Regions from separate parts of the Gasterosteus aculeatus genome. Here region 1 is linked to region 2. Evidence: chromatin contacts called from public Hi-C data. All regions are on one chromosome and are shown on one strand. Each heading gives the region's core, a stretch centred on a gene start, on an enhancer-like site or on the middle of the called end of the contact. The rest is flanking DNA. Distances are from core to core; before and after follow the strand shown.

Evidence for each region. Hi-C and Micro-C count contacts between places; a contact is called where the count stands out from the background.
Region 1: a Hi-C map of liver shows a contact between it and region 2, with 4 times the contacts expected there. The contact joins the promoter of plxna2 here to the enhancer-like site in region 2. A contact is called at or near these places in 5 of 6 Hi-C or Micro-C datasets (liver, skeletal muscle, tail fin and 1 more).

The regions. Positions count from the first base shown.
Region 1 is chr2:7,810,322-7,815,142 of fGasAcu3.hap1.1, forward strand. It overlaps plxna2 (plexin A2), which reads right to left and starts at 3,214. Exons shown (of 32, transcript XM_040193259.2): 1 at 2,535-3,214.
Region 2 is chr2:7,724,058-7,729,158 of fGasAcu3.hap1.1, forward strand. It overlaps plxna2 (plexin A2), which reads right to left. Exons shown (of 32, transcript XM_040193259.2): 5 at 1,699-1,799. Among protein-coding and RNA genes, the nearest start is that of LOC144388432, 79 kb to the left of the region's middle. Within about 2 kb of position 1,819, at least 1 of the 9 cell types and tissues checked has open chromatin away from gene starts, as enhancers often do. A contact at or near this core is called in liver, where this site is marked.

The sequences.
Region 1 (4,821 bases), core at 1,964-4,463, 88 kb after region 2:
GGGGGTTGTTTAGAATACCCCGCCGCTGAGTGCATTCTCAGTATTCACTCATTAAGAAATAGGTCAAGGATTCTGCATGCGTATCGACTTGTCAAAATCTCTCAAGCTAAACTGTGGTGAGTCCGGCTGCCTTAAGGGGGGGAATCCGAAGGGGAGCGGGCAGTGTGCGCTGTGCGAGTGCTGGTGGTGACACACACAGACACACAGAGGCAGCAACAACACATTCAGTGGTGAATCATGCAGTTAAAAAATTTGTTGGTAATGTCATCTTGGTTGTTGAGTGGTCCAAGTGGAAAAGAGGCCGTGTGCTCGCATTGTGGCCCCACAATTAACTCAGCTCCTCGTTAAGGCTCCTTCCTGTTCATCAACAGAGGACGCTCTCGAGCCACGCGCGCCTTCCATCAGCGGAGTGCGCCCCGCGTATACTGATGGAGGCCGACGGTGGCTGCGGTAACTATGGCGATAGGCAGCCTTGTGCGGCTGGATGGAATTTCATAGTCCGAGAGGCAAGATGAAATGTTTGAGATCCTGCACAATCCTGACTATCCTGCGTTTGAGGACTGCTGAAAACACCACTACTAAAGAATACAAGACCGGATGATTCCCCCTGGGCACATGTGGATACCATAAGTCGTAAAGGACAGAATATCTTGCACACCGCACAGTTGCACAGTAAAGCCGATCGAAAACACAGAGAGCGGCGGGGAAACATCAACCGTTGCTCCACAAAAGCTGGACCTAGGTTTTTCCAGTTCAAGCAATTTCTTTCCAGTTTGGTGAGGGTAACATATTGATTGGACGAACGTGTGATCTTCTGCAGAGGCTCGCTCGGACGGCGTGCCTTCAAAGGCCTCACTTTGCCATTGATTCACTGAGTTGCACCCTGAAAATCTTTGCTTATATCCTTCTCGATTTAAGAAAGAAGGCGAATGGCCCGTGATTCATTGCATTCTGAAAAGAACTGAGCTTATCAAGAATAACTTTGATAACAGCTATTGTACAATGTTGTCTTTAAAAGGGATTTTAAAGGTTACCATCCGTTAATTTTGGACATTTTTTAACGAAGCTGTGAACTGCTGTGTAAAATGTTGCATATAAGAACAGCCAATTGGTCAGAGGGACTGATTGTGCAGCAGCATCACCGCACTCTCAGAGAATGTGTCCCCCCCCCCATTAGATTGGAGTTAATTAGGTGAATATAATCACCATGTGATAATCAAACCAATGCTGAGTGCTGGTTTGTTCTTCCAAAGGCAGCAATTTCCACCCTGGTGGCTGCTTTGGGGTCAAACTGCTGTTTCACTTTGAGATGGATATTAAAATAATGATGAGAGCGGGTCACGCTTCACATGCACCAAAACCATGATCTCACCAAGAAGGAACGGGTTTTGATTGCACGAGCAGAGGGATTAATATGCTACCCGACAACCGCGGCAGATGCAAGTTATTTTCATGCAAATGTAAGGCAATTTCCTACTTAAGACAACATTTATTTTCTTTAGAGTCATTGTCACGGCTGCCCGCCGGAGCGCTGGCAGCCCGACAGAATGAAGATTTGTAGGTGCATCTGCTGAATTGGGACGGAGGAGGTCTAGCGCCAATCTGGGATCCTAAATTGATGCCAGTTGGCGACAATTTTATCAGATTGTTTGAGGTTTGGTTGTTGTTGCAATTTGGGCTTGCATCACTTAAGAAGAGAACAAACCAGCACGAATTGTTTAGACGGTGGGAACTCACAGACTATCACTGACCGTTTGAAACTAATTCACAGCACATTTGTTTTTAGGCGTATAATAACAGACAAATATAGCAGTGTGATTGGACTCCAGGTTCACTTGTTGCAGTCCCAGACACAGATCCAGATCTGCAGCCCACCAACAGCCACTATAACACCTCTAAAATACAGTTCCAGGTGTAATCTGAAGGGTTGCGTGAATATTGATCAAGTGGATACTATGGGGAATATCTTTGAGGTTTTGCCCCCAAAATCAAGGTCAGTTAAATTTAAATCATTCAAAATTGTGATGGTTGTTACCCTAAAAATAAATACTACTGGTCAACCAACTGCATTAAATAGTCCAAAAAACGATTTCACAAACACAAACCAAAAAGCAGCTCGTCAGTATGGCTGTTGGCAACTGATCCTCTCTGTAGAACAGATTATAGCAAATCTCTAATAAATGAGAATAAAGCATAAATGGCAGTAGAGATTCCAGTTCAACACCAGCAGTGTCCACTGTAGCTGTAATGACCGTGATCCATTGAACGGTGTCACATCATCAGCACCACACAGTCAAAGTCTAATGTATTATATTCATATATTCACTGCATATTTACACATGTTGAAAACCGGCTGCGACCTCAAAAAGGGAATCGCGCGCAGGCTAGAAAGGAAAATGTCGAAAAATGTCTGTCTGCAGTGTCGGAAATAAGCACACAATTGCCCAGCTATGTTGCTGTAGTTTGCGAGGTGAACCAATATTTACACATTGCAGAGCCTATTTGAGGCTTAACGAGCATTGACCGTCACTCACCTCTTCATTTAAGCTGGATGTCCCGGTCGTCCTGCTCCTTCCGGCGCGGCGGCTCGTCCTCTGGCTCGTTACTGATGGACCTCACATCCACTGTAACAATTTTTTTTTTTTTTTTTTTAAATGAACAAACGCTACAAAACCTCGCTTTTCGGATGACGCTTTAAACGAGCTCACGTTCACTTCTCCTTCCAAATTCCTTTAACACATCTGTTCTCGGGACGCGTTAAGCGTGCGAAGGCGGCGTCATTCATTCAAGTGCGCGTCTATTAAAAAGAAGCATTTTTTTTTTTATCGCCGCGAGTGACCGGAAATTCGGCGCGTGAACTTCGCGGCGGGGCTGACCGACCCTCCTTAGTGTCGCCCGACTCACGCCGTTTCCGTGAAGCGGCGCATTCCTTCAGTTCAGGGGGGTTTGAGCGTCCTCCGGGCGGGGGGGGGCGGCAACGGAGCGTCCGGGGCTCGCGACCGAGTCCGGCGGGGTAGAATTCGCGGCGAGGCGCGCGCTCAGACCGACAGCGTTGCTTTCTCACGGGGCTCCGCCGTACTGACGGAGATTAGCGGCTCCATCAGTATACAGTACAGTGCGCGCGCGTGTGTGTGTGTGTGTGTGTGTGTGTACGCTGCCTGCCTGCCTGCACACTGGCACACTGCGCGTTTAAACCCGGCCCCCCTCACACCCCGGCTCATTATGGCGTTAACTGTTTCCGCCCAAAGAAAAACGATGAATAATGGATACATTTTTTTTTATAGAAAAAAGATTTCGAGGGGGATTTCTGAAATGCAATCCTAATACAACATTTAGGATTGTACCGGGAAGGAAATCGTTTGGAGCACTCGGTTAAATAAAACACATCAACATAAAAAAACATTTGCAATGTTCCGAACATGTAACCAAAGGAAGAAAAAAAAACTCGATACCAAAAAAGTTACATTAAGTATCTAACGAACTCATTCTAATTTAAAGTTTTGATAATTCTCTGTGGGATGATTCACACATTTCATATGCATTCCCTCTGGAAATATTTGTAAACGACGTTATGATTTAGACCATGAATATTGACATATAGCTGACAATTGCGTTGTGTATAGAAAAATAAAATGTTCTTCCAGAGTTCGTCTGCGCAACACCTCAGTATACTTGCACTCCCATCTAACTCTGTTCCTGTTAGAATACTGCCATCTTTAGACCAAACTGAGAACATGCTGAGCTACAGGCCATCATCATCTGTCACATTTTGATTCGCTTCAGCTCATATACCTATTTATTACATGACTTACCATTCGAATTGATTGTGCAAACTTCAGAGATAATAATCCCCCCAAAAACTGAGTGGTCAAAGCCTTGACGTTGTTCTTTTAAATTGCCTTAGCAACCGTTCCCTCCATCTGCTTCTTCTTTGTCTTGGTCTTTGAGAGCAGAAAACATCAAATTCTATTAAATGCTACACATAGGTAGTTGCCTATCATCCCCTTTTTATTTCTATATATATATATATATATGCTTGCGTGGTTTCCTCTAACCCCTGTTAGAGCATGACTCTAAATTGCCCGTAGGTGTAAATGTGAGCCTTATTAGTTGTGTCAGCCTTCCGATAGTCTTGCGACGACTCCCTGTGCATTCGCCCAATGTCAGCTGGGATTCGGCTCCAGACGCCCTTTCACCCTGAAAAGCATGAGAAGTTAGGGATAGTGGATTGGTTGATGGATATACAGTATATACATCCCCATGTTTTCTATTATAGTTATCTTTGTCCTTACTGGTTTAGAAAATGATGACAAAAAAAAGTAGGCTATCCACATTCCCTGATGCATCAATAATGCAGAGTGGGGAAAAGGAAGCCAGTGTCTGCCATCAAAAGTATTGCAAAACTGCCAGGAGGAGAAAGATCTGGAAAAACCAACGTAAGTACACTAAAAGCACAGCGCCCACTTAAAGACAGGGTCAATATCTGGAGGCTGTCCACCGCACTACCAACCAAATGGCTCTTACTCAACCCCGGCAAGCAGGGGTAATCAAACACAGTCTTTTCCAATCCATTACTCACAGCCCTGTTTGGAGAAGCCCTGTTTGGTACAAGCTGTGATTTGTTTGATCGGAGTATAATTCAATTGATATTGAAAGAACAGGTTGCACAGAACTGTCTCTAAGATGTTCTGCCTCTTCCTGAAGACAAAACTGATGGTTATTGCAGTACAACGATCAGTCACGACTGCCGGTAGAGTGGCTTTATTTGACTTCTTAAAGTCATTAGTAAAAAAAGATGAATGCAAAGTGTAGCTTTCCTTG
Region 2 (5,101 bases), core at 569-3,068:
TCCGCACCCAGATATGTTCTTCTTTTGTTGGTTTCGTTGTATATTGGTACAGTCTATATGCTAAACCCATAATACCCCTTCAGACTCATTAGGTATTATCACATTTTAACTGTAATTTGTCATTATGTGCAGTTACCAGACACAAAATTTACCGTTTCCATCAAGTATCTTGAAATAACAAATTACTACCTGCAACTCTGATACATCATCCTCATTTGACTGCTGCTTCCCATTCAAGATGGCACGATGAGATGTTTTTTTTTTTAATGAACGCCTTTGTCCCTTCTGATCGACGCCTACCTTGAAATTATTTTGTTCCAAATAGATATAATAGAGATGTGACGTGAATCAGAGGCCACCACCAGCCCACCATCTGGGCTCCAGGGACATTGAAGTTACATACAACTCAGACACTACAGCTCGTATTATCATATTTAAATGATGTATTAGGTATGTCATTTTACGGACGCTTTGTCTACAGCAGATTGACCTCAATAAGGCACTCTAAGGCCCTATTCACGCATTTGCATCGTCTTCATTTAAATATCTTTTCCCCTTTGCAGCAACTCAGCCACAGCTGACAGGGGCCCCGTCACACTCATTGCAGGCTCAAGACACATAAAGGGGTATTAGGACCAGAGTCAGGTGGCACCAAGGTCTACTGTGCTGAGAGAGCAGATGGCTGATCTGACGTGAAATGCGGCGCTGACCTTTCCTCCCTCGCAGCACAGTACGGCGGTCGGGCCGAGTGCCTGCGTACGATCTCAAAAATCGAACCCAGGTGCGTGCACATCCATGCGCACACATCTACTCGCAAGCCCACACGCAACCTACTCCCTGGCGGCCTTTGCACAATAAACAGCTGTTCCCTCTTCACAGCAGCGTTCGCCACACAGCAGCTTAAAAAAAACAACGTATCACCACCCCTGACCCGCAGCAGATCTGAATTATTTTGGTTCCACTTTCTACCACACCGACAGAAAAATCATGTGATTAACAGTAAAGCACAAAGGCTAATGTTGTGGTAAATTATCCCTCTGTGAAGGCACGCACACGGTAAAGAATATAAGGCTTTAGCCACCCTCTCCAGCACCTCGGCAGAAACATGCTGAATTACCTTGTCACTAGGCAATTATTTGGCCTGTCCCAGCGTTGGAGTGATGTAAATTACTTTAAGTGCACTTTGCAGGGGCCGCCATCACGATAATGATGATTGCGGCGGGGCTCTGACACACAAATATTCAGCTATACCTTTAGAGAGAGTGGCTGCATTCAGCAAGGGATGTAAGTGTGGAATTCAACACACAACTGCAAAGGAGAAGCCCAGACCGATGAGAGTGAATGTTTGTGCTGAGGAAACAAAGGCGGGAGCGATGGAAGCGAAGATGGGAGACTTCTTTAGCAGTAAGCTGCATTTATCTTGTGTCTGCATTTATATAACCTCTCCATTATATTGTCTTACTATGATCAGTTCAATTCACAGATTAGTATCATACCCAAAATATAATTGATACGCACGTTTTCCTATGGCTTTCTAGAAGTTAGTCTCGTTGCAGTAACCCTTTATTTCCAGCAGGTGTCACTCATGGCTTCTATGCCTATTCTTAAGTCAATATTGCTTAAATTGCTCTCATTTGTGGTAAATGTTGAACAAAATCTGTGGAAAGTACGTGTAAACGATGATTGAGGGGTACTCACATGTTATGCAGGACACACCAGCCGCAGTGCGGGTCCCCGGAGCTCAAACACTCTCCACAGGTGCCGTACTGCTCACATGACTCGATGGGAACTTGGGTAACCTAAAAAGCACATGAAAGGATCAGGATCAGAGTGCAGGCAGAGCAACAAACATCACTACATGTACACACAAAGAAGCCTCTGGGTATGTGTGCGCGCGTGTGTGTATATATGGTGTTTCGTGTTGATGGATTATGTATGGGGGGGGGGGATGCGCCTCTAATGTTTGGGTGCCTCAGTGTGTCAATGCGTGAGACGTCAACTGCACAGGCAACTGTTTCCTTTATCTCAAGCCAGAGAAACAGAAGTGAGCAGGTGGGTTCAGTTGGCCACAGAAAGCTGTCGCTCTGCCATCAGTAGGCTTTTGTCTTGCCTGTCCAAAAACACTTTCCTATGGAAGAGTAGTGACGGACATACCTTCTCCAGTCTGATTTTTTCCAATTTGAAATTGAACGACGGGGTTATTTTTCAGGGGAAGGTTGCAATGAACAAGCAACGTTTGTTAAGATCGATTTCATTAAACAAATAGATACGCAGAATCATTTAAAATCGGAAAAATAATTCGTTATGTTGTACTGAGGGTTATTTAAATGAACCGAGCAGAAAATTCAAAGCTAAACATATTGGAAGGGTCAACAGCAAAGTATTTGAATAAGCAGTTAGAGCCCAAAGTAAACACACTGCAGGCTACTCCACACAGGGCTGCCCAACAGCCATCATTTGAATGAAGAACAAACAGCCATGCGCTCATGTGCAGTTGACATTACAATTACACAAATACAGGGTTGATCATTTACATTATGTGAAGACAACAGAGTAGAGAAGCACGAAAAATCAAACCACACATCTCAGCGAGGCAACTAGCTGAGTTGTTGTGTGATCCACCGGCTGGGCCTTTTCTCAGCTGCTTCATAACATGCACTCATCCGTCTGTCAGTTATATATAATGAGTGTGTGTGTGTGCGGGTGAATCTAGCTGTGTGTCTGTCCGTCTGCCAGACAAGGTTCTGCTCAGCCACATGGCACTCAGTCTGTTTGAGTAGAGGTCTGTGCGATCTGGAGGTCAGTTTGTGTCGCTGAGTGTGTGTGTGTGTGTGTCTTTAAGTGTCCGGCGTCGTGGGGCGGCCGCCGTCGTACGTGCATCAAGAAACCTGCACAGCATAATGACCAGATGCAGCAGAGGAGTAAGACTCTGGTAGAGATTAGTTTTTTAAGTCCTGGCAGTCTCATTGTTGTATAACGACGGCACACTCTGACAAGGCGCCCAGTTCAGCCTAAACCTCAATGCTTCTGCGCAAAATGTGGTGAGTGAACGAAGGTGCTCATTACACGTTTCAAGTGTTTCCCGAACCCCATGCAAATCGCCCACAACTGGGGGATATTAATTGCTAGTTGCACCGCGGGCTGGAATTAACTGTCAGCTATAGGAATAGATAACAGCTGGGTGTCCATCAGAGGTTTTTCCTTATTGCATCCTTATTAAAAACAAACAAACAGCTGACAGCAACATTTGTAACATGCGCTTATTATTGCATGGCCTCTGAAAAGCTTTCATTGGAAAAACTGTCACTTGCTGTGAAAAGAGTGCTGCAGGAATGAGTCCAAAAACCTGCATGTAAGGTTGTGTTTTTGCCTTTTTTGTTCCCTCGTCTCAAAGCCAATAAGTTTTTCAAATACATTTTTGATTCAATGCCTAACATGAGGTCTCCAGTTAGCATAAGCTTAAGATATTTTGACATGTTTTTCGACAATGAGAAATATGTTCGTAAACACGCTTTCTTGAGTTTTTAAGCGTTTTTAAGCGTGTTTTTAAAATGGACCTTTTTTTTACCGTTTTAGGATTGTATTCACACACAAAAATCCCAAACGTGTTGCTCATTTGTGAAGATAAACATCTCATTGAACAAAACGTGCAAGTATAGAAAACGTTGGTTCGCCTCAGAGCTTATTTTCTGCAATTATTCTAATTTCCCTTTTTTACCAGGGAACCGGTGGCACGCTAACTTCAGTGCTGGCTCACAGAACGACATCCACTCTGCAGCAACATGCGCTCCAGCCCATATCTATCCAATGTTTTGTCTTTGCTCAATAACCGTCCACCTGTCGGCCTGCTGGTCCTAAACCCTGCGGCAACAGAGAGACGGGCCCGGGGGGGGGGGGGGGGGGACAAAGAAAGCCATTGACACGGTGGGACGTCAACAGTCCCTGCTCTGTGTGGCAGATACGCCACGGACACTCCTGTTAGATTAACCCCCTGTCACCTAAACAAACTCTATTGGTGTGTGTGTGTGTGTGTGTGTGTGTGTGTGTGTGTGTGTGACTCGTCTAGCTTCGGGACAAACAGGTGGCAGGCTGTAATGAGCTGCAGACGGGGCCACATCAGCAGCAGAAACCGCAACTGGTGACAAACAAGCCCACCAGGAACGCCGGCGGGGAAACCGTGCGTGTCCCAAAGTATAACTCAAAGCGAAGCCCTCTGAACTCCCAAAAATATTTCAGATCCTTTCCCAAAATGTGCCTGAAACTTTCAGAGATGCCCGGCCTCGAAAGGGTTACGGTGTGGAGACAGCTGTCAGCGAGGGGGGAAAAGGTAGGGGGGGGGGGGGGGGGGGGGGGGTGTAATAGGGAAGGATGAGAACTGAAAAAGGACAGAATGAGACATAAAGTGTGCACGTGGCTGTGTTTGTGTGTACGAGAGAGTGCATTGATGTGTAGAACAGCATGGGCCGGTAGCAGAGGTGAGGGTTGGAGAGGGAAGGGGGGGATCACAGCAGCTGTTGCCCAGCACACGCTACAGTCACTCAACACAGCAGGGCTGCACAATGAAGCCCCTTCTCCCACTGTGTGTGCACGTGTGTGTGTGTGTGTGTGTGCGCGCGCGTGCGCTTGTAGGCACACATGCACGGCGCCATAACGGATGTGCAGATCGTTGTTCCTGTGTTTTTTCAAGATTGACCAAGAAGCGCAGCGCACAATCTGGTATCGCCTCCCACTTTCTCTGCCGGCTGAGCACATTCACCAGCGGCTGACCGGAGATGGGGAGCATTGTTGGCGAGAAGTACTGTGCTGTGGTAAATCAATGCTAATAAAATTCCTGCCTAAGATGGCCTTAGCGGGGGGTTATTCAACCAGAGAGGCTACAGTGGAGTCGCTTACTGGAGGAACCCTGGGTGACTGACTGACAGCCGCGGGTTAAAACAACAGCTTTGTCTCTTTCATAGGCAAATGCTGAATAGACTTCAGCCTGCATTATCATTGCCAAGCGTCCTCTAAGCCAGGAGTGTCTTCTCTGTGAATGAAACCTATAGGGATTTGTATTCTAGAAGAAAAGCCCAGCCCTAATGCAGGACTTTCATGCTTCCTC